2 separate regions of the Mus musculus genome follow, and region 2 is linked to region 1. A link is a contact called in public Hi-C data. All regions are on one chromosome and are shown on one strand. The core of a region is the stretch at or near the end of the contact, and the rest is flanking DNA. Distances in the headings are between cores, read along the strand shown. Region 1 overlaps 2610027F03Rik (a long non-coding RNA gene). Region 2 has its middle 6.4 kb from the start of Gm34641.

Region 1 (3,212 bases), core at 456-2,955:
GGCCTCCATTTCCTCCTTGGGTTAATGGGACAGTACCTGCTTAGCATTGCAAAGGAAGTAATTCACAGTAGCTTAGGGATCCTTTCCTTACTCCAATTGTCCTGAGTTTCCCTTTGTTGAAAGGATGTGTTCCTCTGGGTGTGGTGGTGCACATCTGTAATCCTAGCCCTCGGGAGACTGGGGCAGAGGATTATTTGGGACTAGCCTGGGCTACATAATGAAACCTTAACGAAAAGGGAACAAAGGTAGGGGAGAAAAAAAGAAAGAAGAAGGGAAGAGAATGGAGAGGGAAAAGATGAATGAACTAAAGTATTATGTTATATGATATATATGTGTTAAAATATTAAATGCATTTGTCAGCTCATGTGCTCAAAACCATTTGACTATTGCACCATAGATTCTTATTCACAAATCTGATATTATTCATTCATTTATTCATTTACTCAATCTCAAATATGGATATGCAGTTACTATTCTGGGTGTGGGGCCTACAGATCTGAAGAAACCAGACAGAGCCTTGATCATCTCATAGCTACCATTTAACTAACTACTCAGCATCCTGGTTTGACTGGTGTTTCTGCACGTGGGTGAGAGACTGAAGGCAAGTTCACTCTAAACCCAAGAAGACTGCCTGAGGCTTGGCCTCATGGGAAGTGAGCTGACTCATTCATTTCTGTAAGTAGCAGGCCAGATTCCCAGAAGCTGGGCGGCCAGGGTCACACGATACTGTGAAGTGTCAGGCTGATGAGATAACACTTGCCACACAAGTGTGAGGCGCTGCATTCAGATCCCCTCGCCCATATGAAAAGTTGGGCTTGGAGTTACCTGCCTACACTCCCAGCACTTGATAGGCAGAGGCAAAGGATGACTGGGTCTCCCAGTCAGCCAGTCTGGACAAATCTCTGAGCTCCAGGTTTAGGGTGAGACCCTATCTCAACAAATAAGGTGGAGAGAAATTGAGGAAGATGTCTGGCATTGACCTCTGACCTTCATAAATGTGCACACACACACACACACACACACACACACACATACACACCCCTTTGAGCTTCTTTGCAGCTATCACTGCAGCTGGATGCTTTGTTCCTGAGGATCCCGACCCAGTTCCTGGAGCCAGCAGGAGCATAGTTTCCTCCAGGCCCCCGTGGTATTCTTACCGGCCATACTGGGGATTACACAGCCTTGAACTGACTCCCCGACAGCTTGCCTTAAAGTTGAGTCTATCCCAAAACGCTTGGCTCCAGCTCCACCTCATGACTTTTTCTAGCTGACGGATATGTTTCCAGCACAAGAGAGGTGCTGACAGCTCTTGTCATCTCTGGGGACTCAGACCTTCGCCAATATTCTGTCCCTCCCTGCTCTGAGACAGACTTCATGTCCCAGTGCCCATTAATATAAAACAAAACAAAAGGCCAGCTGGGCCTTCCAATGTTGCACAGCCTCCCTCCCTTTCTTCTTGATCTTCCACAAGCATCAGGACCTAGACTGGAGTCCCTGGGGATCAGTACCAGGCAGGTTGTGGGAACCAAAAAAGCATCTGCATGAGGGTAGGGAGATGGCTCTTTCAGTGATGTACTTACCATGCAAGACCTCTGTTTACATCTCCAGCACCCTCGTTAAAAAGCCAAGTATGGTAGTAGATGCTTATACGAGGGAGGCAGAAACAGGCCAGCCAGCCTAGCTGAATCAGAGAGCTACAGGTCCTTAAGAAACCCAGTCTCAAAGGTGGACAGTGCCTGGAAGGAGAGGACAGCTAAGGCTGTCCTCTGGCTTCTACATAAACATGTGGACACACACATACAGACAGACACACGTACACACACACACATACACACATTCTCTTTCAGGGTTATTGAAGAGACCCAAATTTCCCTTGGATTTCCCTGCTCAGCCCCTCCTCAGAATCAGTCCTCAGTCTTGAAAGGAATGCAGAGGACAGAAGGGTGACTCAGAAGATGGTGGCCTAGTCATCTGCTTCCCATTGTGGACTGCATTTTTCACATGTTACTGGGTGAAGTTAGCAACTGCTAGAAATAGAACAGAGAGATAAAGGGGGAAGAAGGGGGAGAATCTCAAGTTCTCTGGAGAAATCGGCCTGGATTCAGGACTTTGGTGTTACGGGGAAAGTCATCCTGCTTTGAACAGCTCTTTCTGACTCACATGTTGGCAAAGAATGTGCCGACCAGATAACTCCCTCCCCTCCCCCCGCCTGAAGCTGCGCTGCTGAAATCTGAACTCGTTCTAGTCGTCCTTGCTGACTTGTGAAAGAGATCTCTCTATATTCATTTGGGCTCACGCGTGTCACATGATCCCAATACATTCCAAATGCTAGGCTACAAGATTACTACTTAACCAAGGACAAACCAACAGGAATTTTAATCAAGACAATATCCAATAATGAATAAAGATGGAATGTTTTTTGGAGGAGATCCAGGATACACATTTGGGAATTTTTAATCTTGCTCGTCTTTGAATCTGGCAGAAATATTTTAAACTTTTCTGACCATGCCACTGCAGGCTGGATCCAGAAACCAGCTCTATCTAAGGTATTGAAGTATTTCATCTGCTCAGACATCGAATTTTCCAAACCCAAGCCAGTAATTGATACCAGATTAACTCAAATATGAATCAGCAGTCAAGTTCCTTTAAGTGCAATGTTTAAGATGAATTATTTTATGATACAAAAGATAAAAACCATCAAGATGATAGTGATCAGAACCTGACAGGAATGGCTGTGTCTTAGAAGTACTTTCCTTTGTTGTTTGTGTTCAGGACTGGCTTATCTGTGATAGTCCATCTGATTACTTAATTAAACCAAACTCAGTTATTGGAGGCCAAGTACTAAAGGGTGTTTGCCAGGCATGGTAGCACACGCCTGTAAGCTCAGGATTTAGCAGGCTGGAGGAAGAGGGTAATCATAGCCTGGGACAGTGTGAGAGTCGGGATCAGAAATGACAAATACTTCTGAATTGACACTAAACATACAGGATGCCTTTTAATAATTATTATTATAATAATTATAATCAGACCTGGAGAGATGGGTCTGTGGGTAAAGTGCTTGTCAAGGACCCACACTTGAATCCCTGGCTCCCATTAAAAAACCCAGGAGTGTCACTGCATACCTGAAGGCTCATACCTGGGGACAGTGGGGATAGGAGGTTCTCTGGGGCTTGCTGCCCAGCCATTGGAGCTAATTGGTGAGCCCCAGATTC
Region 2 (3,212 bases), core at 450-2,949, 210 kb before region 1:
TTCTTCCCAAATCTGGAGACGAGGAAGAAGGTTAGAAATGTTTTTGAACTGGGGAAAATAATCTCTCCTTCCCATGTGTGGATAAGTCTTCCCTGGCCCCTGGCTGGTTTGCCAGCAATACTATGAAATTTCTCACTGCTTCTGCTCCATAAATACACTGGGCACAATTTACTTTTTGAGGCACCTCATTTCCTCCAATTAATAATTTTGGAGCCATAACTTACAAATATTTTTTCTTAAAGAAATCTCCCACCTTGCCTGTTGACCCAGTTATCATAGGACACTTCCTACCTGGCATTGTTCAATGGAGTTAACTTCCAGGCAGTTCCCTTGTAGGTAGAATTTCCAATTTAAGCACTGCTTTGATTTTGAGTTTTTAAAAAAGATTTATTTTATTTGTAATAATGTATGGATGTGTCTGTGGGTGGGTACACAAGTGTTCATGTGTGTGTGTGTGTGTGTGAGGGGGTTATACCTGTGTTCACGGTGTTCAAGGAGTTTAGAATAGGGCACCAGATTCCATGTGGCTGGAGCTGTAGGCAGTGATGAGTCACAGTGTGGGTCTGGGAGCCAAACTCAGGACCTCTGTATAAGCACTACATATTCTCCACCACTGAGCAATTTCTCCAGCCTGCTCAACTTTGTTTTTAAAGACCCTTGCATACTGCCTCCCATAAAAGCAACGCTGTAGAGTTAAGGGTGTTGTCTGTTGTTTGTCTTAATAACAAATCGAATTACACTAGTTTTTATATCAAGGACAAAATGACCCATTTGCTACCAGTGAGCATAGCAGTGGGGGTATCTTTCCTTGAGGCTTTATTTAGGAAGTTTAAATAGGCCACATCCCTAGCCTGAGTACTGATTAGGCCCCAAGCCTGTCAAAACAATACGCAGCTGAAGTCTATGTGTCTTCTTCTCTTTCTTTTTTACCAAGCCACACCCCAAGGGAAACCGATGCTCAGTCTTCCTCCTCATTTTTCCAAATGCAGTTAGCTTATTAGGTTTGACTTAATGAAGAAAATAGTTGGTGGCAATGAGCCAGCCTCAGTAACATTCTGAGGAAAGAGCCGAGGACTCTGAAGAAGGTGAGGAAAGAGAGAAAGAAGAAAAAGAAAAAGAAAAATATGTGCAACTAAGCACTTTTCATATTTCACGTTGAACAGTTGGGCACCATTTGTTAAAAGGAGGGAAAAACAGTTTCGATATTCTAAGCGTACTGCTTAAACCACAAATTCTGTAAAAAATGAACAGCACAAGCTATTAACAGCGGTACGCGTCCTAAACACCTTAGGCGAGAGGCCGGGATACTAATGCAAGGAGCCCCTCCGAGCCATCAGTCTGCACAGGGCTCGGCTCCCGCAATTTCATAAGATAAATGCCTCTGCTGTTGTTAGATGATGAAACTACAGCTGAGGCGAATCTCCGTGTTTTTCGCCAGTGATTTAATAAAGGGCCAGCTCGGGATAAATATGGAACGGCTACTCCGGAAGCTCTTTTAGTTTTGCGCTGAAATGTGATAGAACTTGCTTCTGTAAATTGATTGCAGCCAAAGTTCTGATTTGCCCACGCATGGAAGAAAGATGTTTACTAAGTCACGGACTGTAAACATCCCGTGTAACACGCTGTGCTGTAACGTTAGAGGGAGGCTAGGGAGAGAAACCTCCTCAGGCAGAGCCCTGGGAGGGGGGTCTGGGAGAGGCGGGGTTGCTGCACGTGATATCTGACCGCTGACATCACTTTTCAGAGTCAGGACTGGCTGAGAAGAAAGGAGAATGTGGGGCGAGTCTGGGATGTAGTTTTCACCATCCCTCACCTTAACTTTCTCATAAGAACTTCGCTGTCCATCAGAAATCCCATGAGTACTCACTTTATATTGTTTTGTCTTAAGCGGTATTAAACATATATCCAATCAATAAGTAGCTAGGGGCCTGAGGAGATGACTTGGTGGGTAAAATGCCTCCTGTGCAGGCATGAGGGCATGGGCTCAGAACCCTAGCTCGTGTAAAATAAATAAATAAATAAATAAATAAATAAATAAATATTTTTTTAAAAGTCTGGCACAGCAGTGCCCACCTGTAATCCTAGCACTGAGTAGGCAGAGATAGGACGATTCCAGGACCATTCCACAGTTAGTCTTTATGACTTAGTTTTAATGAAAGACTCTGTACCAAAGAATAAGATGAAAAATAACAAAGCAAGACAACGGAAATTGACCCCTGCTTTGGGACACACATACTCATGTACACATGCATATGCACACACAGGAACCAGGCAGTGAGGTGATTAGAGGCTTAAGGAATCAACATGCCGTCCAGCTAGATAAACACACTTTGCTATAGACAACTCCTTCCAAAAACTGCTTTAGTTAATAGATGACAAGACTCACTATAATTTAAAAGTTTTTCTTTTTCTTTTATTCTATGCTCATTGCTTTTTTGTCTGCATGTATGTCCGTGTACCACATGTGTGTGACTGGTGCCCATGAAAGCCAGAAGAGAGTATCAGATAGCCTGGAGTGGAGTTATAAAAGGTTGTGGGCTACCATGTGAATTGGACTCAGGTCCTCTGGAAGAGCAGCCACTGGTCTTAACCACTGAGCCATCTCTCTAGGCCCAAGACTCACTATAATTTTAGTGAATATATTTATGTCTTTTATCCACGAACAAGAAAAATCTGTGACCCCATGTTTTATGAACAAAAATAAGTAAACCAGAGAATAGGAGAGGCAAATTTATCTCTGTTTATTTGGAGTTTATACACCCTATGGATGCGTGTGTGTGTGTGTGTGTGTGTGTGTGTGTCAGTGTGTATTTGGGTTCATGTGCACATGGTGCACACGTATGCCTGTGAGAACCCAAGATCAACCTTGGGTGTTGTCTCTCACCAGCCATCCTACTTGTTTTCTGAAATATCCTCTCTCATTAGGACATGAGATTGCCCATTAGATTAAGCTGTCTAGCCAAGGACTTTCAGGAATCCTTCTGCTTCGACCTTCCCAGCACTGGGACTGAAGGTATGCACCAAAGTGCTTGGCCTTTCACATGAATACTGGGGAATGATCAGGTCTTCATGTTGGTACAGCAAGTTCTTCCTTAGGGTCCAGGACGGAGCCCTTTTTCCAGCCCAATGTGGCCAATTGTTTTGACACTTGAGTCTGTGTACATGGACTAACCCCATCTCAGGTTATTGACTGTTTCTTGGAGGGAAAAGGA

The links. A called contact is a pair of places that touch in the nucleus more often than the background predicts.
Region 2: a Hi-C map of muscle stem cells shows a contact between it and region 1, with 1.6 times the contacts expected there. The contact joins two enhancer-like sites. A contact is called at or near these places in 4 of 484 Hi-C or Micro-C datasets (the C2C12 cell line, adipose-derived mesenchymal stem cells, muscle stem cells and 1 more) and 1 of 9 other capture datasets (embryonic stem cells).

The regions. Positions count from the first base shown.
Region 1 is chr1:120,756,439-120,759,650 of GRCm38.p6, reverse strand. The region is part of intron 2 of 2610027F03Rik (a long non-coding RNA gene); the gene reads right to left. Among named protein-coding and RNA genes, the nearest start is that of Gm29345, 48 kb to the left of the region's middle. Within about 2 kb of position 1,705, at least 87 of the 459 cell types and tissues checked have an H3K27ac peak or open chromatin away from gene starts, as enhancers often do. A contact at or near this core is called in muscle stem cells, where this site is marked.
Region 2 is chr1:120,962,473-120,965,684 of GRCm38.p6, reverse strand. No RefSeq gene overlaps it. Among named protein-coding and RNA genes, the nearest start is that of Gm34641, 6.4 kb to the right of the region's middle. Within about 2 kb of position 1,699, at least 41 of the 459 cell types and tissues checked have an H3K27ac peak or open chromatin away from gene starts, as enhancers often do. A contact at or near this core is called in muscle stem cells, where this site is marked.